Regions from separate parts of the Sus scrofa genome. Here regions 1 and 3 are each linked to region 2. Evidence: chromatin contacts called from public HiChIP or PLAC-seq data. All regions are on one chromosome and are shown on one strand. The core of a region is the stretch at or near the end of the contact, and the rest is flanking DNA. Distances in the headings are between cores, read along the strand shown. Region 1 overlaps ASPRV1 (retroviral-like aspartic protease 1). Region 2 has its middle 40 kb from the start of ANXA4. Region 3 holds the start of TIA1 (nucleolysin TIA-1).

Region 1 (3,242 bases), core at 151-2,650, 280 kb after region 2:
AGCAAAACATCCAATTAGCGCAAAGAGTAGTAGGCAGAGTTCAGGGTGGTCAACACTGGAAGGTCAGCACATGCGCAAGACTCTACCTACTGAAGCCTGGCTGTAAGAAAAGGCTCTAGTATCGGAGAAGGTACCTGGCCTGAAAGGGGCCGGAAAGCAAAGGTCACAGCCCCTTATAAGGGGCTGACCTCAGGGTTATAGTTCTGTACAGAGTTAGGGGGTTCAGACAGGACAATTGGACAGAGCTTGAGCCCCTCAGGGAAAAGCCAAAATAAAGGTGAGATGGAGGAGATGCAGAGACTAATGGACAGAGTTTTTACCCAGGGCGGTGCCCAGGAGGAGTCCCTCCCTCCCGGGGGCACAGGCTCCAAAGTCCTGGTGATTAACAGATCCAGCTACATCACTACATTTTGTGTATGAGGCTGATTTAGCTGGAGAGAGGAGGGGGTACAGTACATCCAGAAATTTCCCAGAATTCCTTTGTAACTCAAGAGGTAAAGTTCCAGCACTGTCACTACTATGGCTTAAGTCACTATGACACAGGTTCAATCCCTGGCTCTGGAACTTTCACATGCTGCGGGTACAGTCACAAAACAAAAAAAAAACAGAAACCTCCAAAGAACTGTGCTGATTCCAGTAAGGAAGGAGGTCCAGACTCTGTCAAACTTTTGAAGGTGAAGGGTGGAGACCAAGTGCTCAGGTAATCCTCTAGGGAAATATGCTAGAATAAGTAAGAACATCAGAGGCCTGAATGAATCTAAAAGCCTGATCCAAAAGAAAATGCTTTGGACTTAGGGTAGAAATGTGGACAGAACAGAAGGTGAAGCCTAAGGGTTATGGGTACCCATTAACACAACTTTGAGGAGCTGGGAAAGGCACTGAGATTTGAGTTGTCTCTATTAAAGACTCCCTGGGGGAGGAAAAGATGTGAGAATTCAGATCACAAAAGCAGTTTGAGGGCACTGGTAAATGAAAGATGAACAGTCAACCAGGAATGAACTCAATCCAAAAAAGTTGAAGATCTGACTCACAGGTCAGATCTGATCTCACAGGCCAGCTGCCTGCTGGCACCTCTGGCTTAGTTATTGTGGCTCCATAAAGTTAGCGAACAAGAGGGAACTACACCTTTGTATAGATACCCCAAGGGCTTTGTCACTGCATTGGACGTGGTTTTACTTTCCGGTAAAGCCCTCCTCAGCATAGCTCATTGGGAAATCAAGACCAGAAGTTGCCCATGACCAGTGGCCCCTGAGGAAGTACCCTGCCCATGTTGTCATCAGTGGCCTTTTTTGCGCCACTATTCTACATCATTTCTGGGAAGCTGCCTCCTGCTTCCTAAGATCTGTGACGGTCTTGTCTGAGAATATCACAGCAAACCACACTCCAAGGTCCTACACTCCTTATTACATTCTGCCTGTCAGCTATTCTCCAGACAACACCATGACTGCATATCCATCACACTAGTAGGAAATCTCTCTCCTCAGCGTCCCCTCCCCTTTTTGCTATTTTTAGGGCCATACCCAAGGCATATAGAGGTTCCCAGACTAGGAGTTGAATCAGAGCTACAGCTGCTGGCCTACACCAGAGCCACAGCAACACCAGATCCGAGCCTCGTCTGTGACCTACACCAAAGCTCACGGCAACACCGGATCCTTAACCCACTGAGTGAGGCCAGGGATCGAACCCACAATTTCATGGTTCCTAGTTGAATTCGTTCTACTATACCACAATGGGAACTCCTCAGCACCCTCTCTTGAGTTCAAGAGCCTCCATCCCCACCACTCTCAGCTCCTTATCTTTCCTCAGGCAAAACTGTGAAGAAAACAAAGTGTTTCTTTAGGGGCTCAACTTTTCTTTTCAGGCCCTTTATCTCAAATTCAATGGTGTCTCCTTCCTATCCCTATGACTAGAGGCACAATGCTTTCTCCTCTCTGTCCCTGCCTTAGTCTAGTTCTCAGAAATCAATCTCATAAATTCATTTATACTTCTACTCACATGAGCAAAATGCTTCACAATCAAACTCTTTCCTGGAGTCTTCAATTTTCATAGGGTCTCAAAAGACTTAAATCAAGGGAAAAAATTTTCAGTTGTGGAATTCCAAGCAACAGCAAATGGTTAATGCAAATCTTTGAGGGCAGGACATATTCTTTGTGCCCCCTGAAATTATACCACTTGATAGACCAGGCCTGTCTCTTCTTATTTCATCACCTAACATCCTTAAGCAGTCTCCTCTCTCAGCCCAGAGGCCAGGCTCTCTTGGATATGGGTCAACACCACCATCTGGTCTTCCATGGAAAGGCAAAAGAGAGATACCTCTTGTTTACTCAGTAATAACTCACTGTAACAGTCACATAACAGGTGCCAATAGCTCCCAGTACATGCAGTAAGGCCACACTGCACTCTTACCTCTGTCCCCATCACAGCTTACTCCCCTGGAGAACATCAACAGATTTTATTTGGATAATAGGATTAGGCATCTTAAACAGTACATCAGAGTTACCAATGGTGTTCTCACATTGTGGGTTACACTGCTATGAATACCTAGAAGCAAAGAACAAAGGCTTTTATTAAACCTCCTCTATAGTCAACTGGTATCTTCCCTACATATGTTGTTGCAGTGTCTCTATACATAAAACCTAGAATTCTACAAAAAGGATGCTGTGGCTAAACACATCTCAACAAACAAAACTGTAAGGTAGAGAAAGATGGCAGTTCCCCATTTTTTCTTCTTTCCTGACCCTCCTTTCCAAAATCTTGTCAGAGACAGAAGAGCTCTACGGAAACAGCATGAATTGTGGAACTGGACAGACCTGAGGAGAAATAAATCCTAACTCAGCCTTTTATTAGCTGTCTGACCTTGGACAAGTTACATAGCTTCTTTGACTTTCAGCTTGCCCCAGCACAAAAATGGAGATGATACTTTATTGATTTGTATTATGATAATTAAATAAGAAAATACACAAAAATATCTGTATATATGCCTGGTTCTCCAGAGATGTAAGTTTTTTCTTCCCAATCTAGCTCAGCATGTCCCTGGTGCCCTTATGTTACTCTCTGGCTATCCAAGGTGTGTGCCCCACACAAACTATCCTTTCCTTTTCCTAAGCTTATCAAAGTACTCATCCTTTAGAAGAGCTGATATAATCACACTGATAAAAGGAAAGCAATTCTGATAAAATGAACTCAAGTAAAAAGTGGATGATATTGCTGGGATCGTGTTATTAACTCTGTGGGAGCTGTTT
Region 2 (3,166 bases), core at 532-3,031:
TTAAGGCCGGGGATCGAAACTGTCCTCATGGATCCTAGTCAGTCTCATTTCCGCTAAGCCATGATGGGAACTCCATTTCTGCTGAATTTTAACCTCAGCCTAAACCCATGGGAGCTCTGGAATATGAAGAGTATCATAGATTTATTCTTGGTCTTTTGTACCCCTGTAAAGTTAGGGTTGACTGTGGCTTACCAACCTAGTGTGAGGGCAGTTATGGGAAGAAAGGGAGCTGGGTGCACCCATCTAGTAACGGCAGGGTGCATCTGCTCCATTTCCAGTGTTGTTTTTATTTTATTTTATTACACATATATATTTTGGCATGCTGGAAGTTCCTGGGCCAGGGATCAAACCCATGCCACAGTTGTAACCAGAGCCACAGCAGTGACAATGCCAGATCCTTCATCAGCTGAGCTACAAGGGAACTCCTATTTTATTTATTTTTTAAAGACTACCATAGTCTTTCTAATTCCTCTGAGGAAACGAATTATTCTTACTGCATTCTTTTCGCACTGTCTTCTTTTGTTCCCTCCATGTTAGATCATAAACTAAGCTCAGAAACTTAAAATTATCAAGCAGAGAAAAGGCAGAACCAGGTGTAGAATCCAAATCAGCCCGATCCTCAAACCCATGCTCTTAACCACATTAAACCACCTGCTTTAGCTGCAATTTTTTTTTTTTTTTTTTTTTGGTCGTTTTAGGGCCTTACCCACGGCATATGGAGGTTCCCAGGCTAGGGGTCCAATCAGAGCTGCAGCTGCTGGCCTACGCCAGAGCCACAGCCACACCAGATCTGAGAGAAGTCTGCAACCTACACCATAGCTTACAGCAACCCCGGATTGGATCCTTAACCTACTGAGCAAGGCCTGGGATGGAACCTGCGTCCTCACGGATGCTAGTCAGATTCCTTTCTGCTGAGCCACGACGGGGAACTCCCACCTTTAGCTGCATCTTAATAAAATTATTTAATATTACCTCTCCAGCTCTAAGGGTACTCGCACTTGCATTTGGATATAAAACGCATTCCCCAAAGCTGTTAGATGAAATCAGAATTCGCCTGTAGACTCAATGGGATTATTACGCAAGCATTCACTGAGTACTTGCCATGTGGCAGAACAGTCGTGGATGTCGGTCCGAAGACCACCTAGACCCTGTCAGTGCCTTCAAGAGCTTTAAGGGGCTTGGATGGGGGAAGCCGGTAGGAAGATATAAAGGCTGCCTTACAAGGGGAGAGCTAAGCTTCAAGGCCACACCCCAGAGCTACTGGCCAGTAGCGACCCCGGATAATTAATTTAGAGGTGAAGAGAGAGATGAAGGACCGCTCGAAACCCAAGATTTCCCTAGGGAGTGGGAATTCGGCTTTTCTTAAGGGAGACATGAAACTCCTGGGAACTTTGGAGGATTTAATGTTTCAAGGTCAAGAGTGAAACGAAATGCGCCCTTCTGATTTCATTTTCCACTTTTAAGGCCACAAGCACGGCGTGAAGAAGAACGGAGTCCGGGGAAGGAGGCTTTGACTCCCGCCGCGGCGTGAGCACGGCGAGTGCGCGGCCTTCCGAGGTGTGGTGGCGCCAGGGCACCGGACACCAGAGTTCGACCGCTCGGCCTCGCGGGGACCGGGGAGGGTCGGGCAGGCTGGGATCCAGGCGGAGGACTAGGTGGGGGCAGCCCCCTACCCCTGGCGTCCCCTGCAGCCGTCCCAGGCCCCGGCTCCAGGTGCGCTTCGCCCGCGGAGGGTTTTCCGGTCCTGGCAGAGGGACAACCAGGAACTCTGGCTCAGTCTCCACCCCGAAGCGGGGCGGGCCTGGCCCGCCTGGAATAAGACCCGCTGCCCGGCCCCGCCAGGGTGTGTTCTCCGTGGCCGCAGAGAACGAGCGCCGTCTCGGTTCGGCTTGAGGGGTAAGGGGGGTCCTGGGCCGGGGGTCCCGGGCTCGGGAAGGGGCGCGGCAGTCCCGGAGCGCCTGGCGGGGGTGGCCAGTCGGGCGCCAAGCCAGGGAGGGGGTGCCCGCCGCTGGCCTGCGGGCGGGGCTCGGGCGGCCCTGGGTGGAGCGGGCTGGGGCTCGCTCCAGGTGAGCAAGAGGAAGGCAAACACCGTCCTTATCCACGGGCACCTTCCAGAAGGACCTCCAGAGCAGTTTAGGCAGCTCAAGATATACACCGGTCAGAGACCATCGCAGTTTATTGAGTTTATGTGCCAAGCATTGTGCTGGGTTTAGGCATTGCAAAGAAAGGATTAAGTAATACTCCTTGGAGCTGTTTCAGTCCAACACCCGCTTCTATTTTTTGCTCATTTTAAGAAACTTACGGAGTCCCCGTTGTGGCTCAGCGGAAACGAACCCAACGAGTATCCATGAGGACACGGGTTCGATCCAAGGCTTCGCTCAGTGGGTTTGGAATCTGGCGTTGTCTCGAGCTGTGGTACATGTAGGTCGCAGTCGCTCCTCGGATCTGGTGTGGCTGTGGCTGTGGCTGTGGCTTAGGCCAGCAGCTGTAGCTCCAATTAGACCCCCTAACCTGGAAACTCACATATGCTGCAAGTGTGGCCCTTAAAAAAAGAGAAAGAAAAGAAATTTACTCCTTTTCCTAGTTTCTTACCCTTTTCTCCTCGTGTATCTAATGGCCCTCAGCACAGTGCCTGACACATGGGAATCTGTTTTATTATGAGATCTGTGACACAGCCTCACTCTTTTAATTATGGCTTTGACCAGCCGGAGACCTTGGGACCAAAGAGGTTATTGCTTTTCAGCAATGTACCCAACGTTAAGTGCTTCCCAAGTTGATGCAAGTCTTGGAGCTGTTAGGCTCTGGAGTAACCCACAGCTTGCCTAAAAAGTGGGCATCTGCTCTCTTCGGCTGACAGTGAAATGACTGGGGTCCCCCTCTAAATGATCCATCTCATTGCCCATCAGTTCTAGGAACCCCCCCCCCCCAATCCTCCTTGCATAGCCAAGCCCTAGCTCTTTAGTTGCCAGGGAATTCTCAGGTGACAGAGGTGGACACAAGCAAGAAGCAGAGGACAAGGACAGAATAAGGAAATGGGTAACCATGGCCACCCCGGGCCTGCCCAGGACCCGCCCAGGACCAGCTGACTTCCCAGAGCCCTTTCCGGTCAAGGCCAGATCCTTCAGGTTCAGCTTACCTCAGATTTCTATTGCTTTGGGGCCACACA
Region 3 (3,077 bases), core at 469-2,968, 450 kb after region 2:
ATTGCTTAATCCAGAATGCAGCTGGCTATCATACTTCTAAGGAAAAGGCAAGAGGAAAAAACTGTTTCTAGAAACTCTACGGGGCTAATGATTTCTTACGGATTTCATCCACAGATAGAAATCTTTCAAAAAACAAAGGTCATGCACTAATTGCCGTATCATATTAAAAAATTTTTGAGATAAACTAGCCAAAAGTTTACTGATCTATTAAGAAAACAAGTGTGACTATATTTCCCATATTGTTTACAAAATGGCAACTATTTCTGTGGTGAAAAAATAGTTGATTACATTGTACTTCATAAGTGATATCTAGAGACTTGCAAAAAGAAACCGAAGGGCGCATTTTTAATGCATAGAGTTCTCAAATTGTCAGTCTTCCTAAGAATAAAAACAAAAAACTACATCAAAAACTCATTGGGCTTTTTTCTTTCTTTTGGAGAAAAGCAACAAAGGCAGGATCACCTCATCCGACTATACTTGGAAAAACAAAGAATGCTGGGGAAGGCTACATGACAAAGAAAAGATCCCAAACGAAGATCATTTAACACTACCTCTAAAAATTCCCAGAGGTGACTAAATACGTTAAGGTACTTATTAATTGCTGCTTCATTAAAAACTCCCCAGTCCTTCAGAGTCATGTCAATCACAAAAGTAGAAGGCGAAGATATAAACGTATTAGATCCACTTCCCCTTAGTAGATCTATCCCTCCGGGTGAGATTTCCATTTGAAAAAACAAACAAAAAAACCCCCAAACAAACAAACAAACACAGCACTTTCAAAATCCTCAAGGGGTCCGATTTTAGACTTTTTCATCTGGAGAGGGGGTGCCACAGAAGGAAAGCCAAAGAAAAGTTCAAAGAAAAACATCTGGCTTTTTTTCCAGTTGGCAACTGCGGGAATAAAGTTTACCTCCCGGAAAATGAGTCCAAACATTTTCAAGAGAAGAATGCCTATCAACGAGAAGGAAATGAAAGGAAGAGTTTCTGGGAAAAAAACTAAAATGAAAGGAAATAAAGCTCGAAAAGAGGTTAATCGAGAAGCCGGGGTGGGGGGGGGGGAGAAGAAAAGCGTGGGACAAAAAGGCTCGCCAAGTTCTAAAGAGGTTTGAATTAAAAAGTCTTCTCCTGGCCTAAAACCACAGAAGGCCCCGGGCGAAGCCAAAAGCCACGCTGTGGGGTAGTAAACGTGTAGGGACTAATTTAGAGGGTTGAGCCCCCTCTCCCTCCAGCTCGTCCTCTCACAGCCGGGGTCTCGGTCCCTAGGCAGCCAGGTGAGCGCCTAAAATAGGAGCCACGAAATCGCGGCGTCCACGGGGAACAATAGGCTGAGCAACGGCGCTGAGCCGAAGCCTCGCTCCGGGACCACCACCATCCCGCCCCCCTCATCGCTGCCCCAGACTCACAGAGTCTTAGGCATCTCGTCCTCCATGGCTGCTGCTGTCGCGGCGGCGCCTCTGAGTCCAGCTCCCTACGCTTTACTACCTCACAAATCTTTTGAGCGGCTATGGCTGCGGAATAGCGGGGGTTTCTTGGCTGACCGGAGGTTACTCCGCCTCCTTCTTCGACAGCAATGACACTAAACCACCCGGCCCAGAGCGAACAATGAAGCCCCGATACAAGATGGCGGCGAGCCGGGAGCCTTGGAGCCGCCAGCGAAGTGACCCGGGCCGCGCAGGCGCAGAAGAATCTTGCACTTTCAACCTCCCGGCCGCCAGGCTACACCTCAGTCCATACATTCACTTGTTGCGCAGCCGCTCTTCCAACCACGCCAGGGATTTGTCTCAGACTGCGCAGGCGTGAAGGTTAACTATTTCAGGACTACAGTAAACTTTATTGAATTCCACCTCCCGATTCGAATGTTTCAACGGTGAATTATAATGAAATATAAATATTCGTGGAAATGAAAAGTTCGAAGTGTTTCTACAAGAAGAAAAAGCTATAAAAATAATCTAAGGCAAAGCAAAAGGCCATGCGCCGCCCGGGAATCGAACCCGGGTCGCAAGAATGGGAATCTTGCATGATACCACTACACCAGCGGCGCTGACGGTAATGCTTCTTGCAGAAATGCTTTAGAACTAATAGCAAGCAAACTTTCGTTCCCGAACAGCTATGAGGAAGGTTCGTTCACTCCTTTAAAAACAAAAGCCTATTGCTACTTTCCCTTAATGTAAGTGATGATTTCTCTCATTCCAATACAGTTAAATGGATGTTCCTACTTTTTCAGTACGGAAAAATCTCATTTAAAATTTGTTTTTAAACTTAAAAAGTAAGAGTTTCATTAAGAAGAATTTGTCTTGTTGGTGTTAAGCAGCTTTTTGAAAGCCGGGCATGTATTTCCAGATTTTTGCGGAGTTTTTCTTTATGTACTCAGTGTACATTGGAAAATATTAAAGAAATATTTATTTAATGCAAATCGGTCCCAAGAATTCTAAAACCATATGAATTGGGGCATATACAAGTTTCAGTCCTTTTGGGGTGGGTGGGGGGGAGGCAGAAAAATTAGGGTTCTGAAATGTACTTCAATATACTCATTATGCATTTTGTATTGCATTTTATAATTTATGTGAAAAAATTTAAACATTGGGGAATGTCCGTGTTCAAAAATGTGATCTCTTCTTTGAAGTAGTTCCTTTAGACTGTGATAATTTTGGATTACCATTTTTGGACTTGTCTTTAGAATCTGTTGCACATTCTTAGGATTTCATTCAAAGATATCAAATATTAGTCTTTTGAGGATGAATAAGACAAATGTTAATAGTAGATTGTATTTTTTTAAGAAACTTTTTGAGATATAATTTGCATAATGTACATTTCTTCCATTTAAAATATGCAGTTCAGTGTGGTTTTTTTAGTGTATTCACAGAGATGTGTAGCCATCTCATAATCAATTTTAGCACACTTTCACCATCCTGAATAGGAAAGCTGTACAATTAGCAGTTACTTCCTATTCCCCATCCCGCCCCTCTCCCCAACCCACTATTTTTGTGTTTCTATAAATTTGTCTATTCAGGACATTTCATATTGTCTCTGAAAAATTAATAGTCAACCTTAAAAATTAATAGTCAACCTAAGAAAGA

What was found. HiChIP or PLAC-seq counts read pairs in DNA pulled down with a chosen protein or histone mark.
Region 1: an H3K27ac HiChIP or PLAC-seq map of alveolar macrophages shows a contact between it and region 2. The contact joins two enhancer-like sites. A contact is called at or near these places in 1 of 47 Hi-C or Micro-C datasets (retroperitoneal adipose tissue) and 1 of 2 datasets of contacts at active chromatin or transcription factors (alveolar macrophages).
Region 3: an H3K27ac HiChIP or PLAC-seq map of alveolar macrophages shows a contact between it and region 2. The contact joins the promoter of TIA1 here to the enhancer-like site in region 2. A contact is called at or near these places in 4 of 47 Hi-C or Micro-C datasets (embryonic fibroblasts, epiblast stem cells, omental adipose tissue and 1 more) and 2 of 2 datasets of contacts at active chromatin or transcription factors (alveolar macrophages and skeletal muscle).

The regions. Positions count from the first base shown.
Region 1 is chr3:72,417,304-72,420,545 of Sscrofa11.1, reverse strand. It overlaps ASPRV1 (retroviral-like aspartic protease 1), which reads right to left. Exons shown (of 13, transcript XR_002342602.1): 7 at 2,407-2,541. Among named protein-coding and RNA genes, the nearest start is that of PCBP1, 39 kb to the right of the region's middle. Within about 2 kb of position 1,400, at least 3 of the 83 cell types and tissues checked have an H3K27ac peak or open chromatin away from gene starts, as enhancers often do. A contact at or near this core is called in alveolar macrophages, where this site is marked.
Region 2 is chr3:72,692,851-72,696,016 of Sscrofa11.1, reverse strand. No RefSeq gene overlaps it. Among named protein-coding and RNA genes, the nearest start is that of ANXA4, 40 kb to the right of the region's middle. Within about 2 kb of position 1,781, at least 60 of the 83 cell types and tissues checked have an H3K27ac peak or open chromatin away from gene starts, as enhancers often do. A contact at or near this core is called in alveolar macrophages, epiblast stem cells, omental adipose tissue and 1 more, where this site is marked.
Region 3 is chr3:72,239,176-72,242,252 of Sscrofa11.1, reverse strand. It overlaps TIA1 (nucleolysin TIA-1), which reads right to left and starts at 1,718. Exons shown (of 13, transcript XR_002342584.1): 1 at 1,404-1,718. It overlaps TRNAG-CCC (a tRNA gene), which reads right to left and starts at 2,041; the gene lies at 1,971-2,041.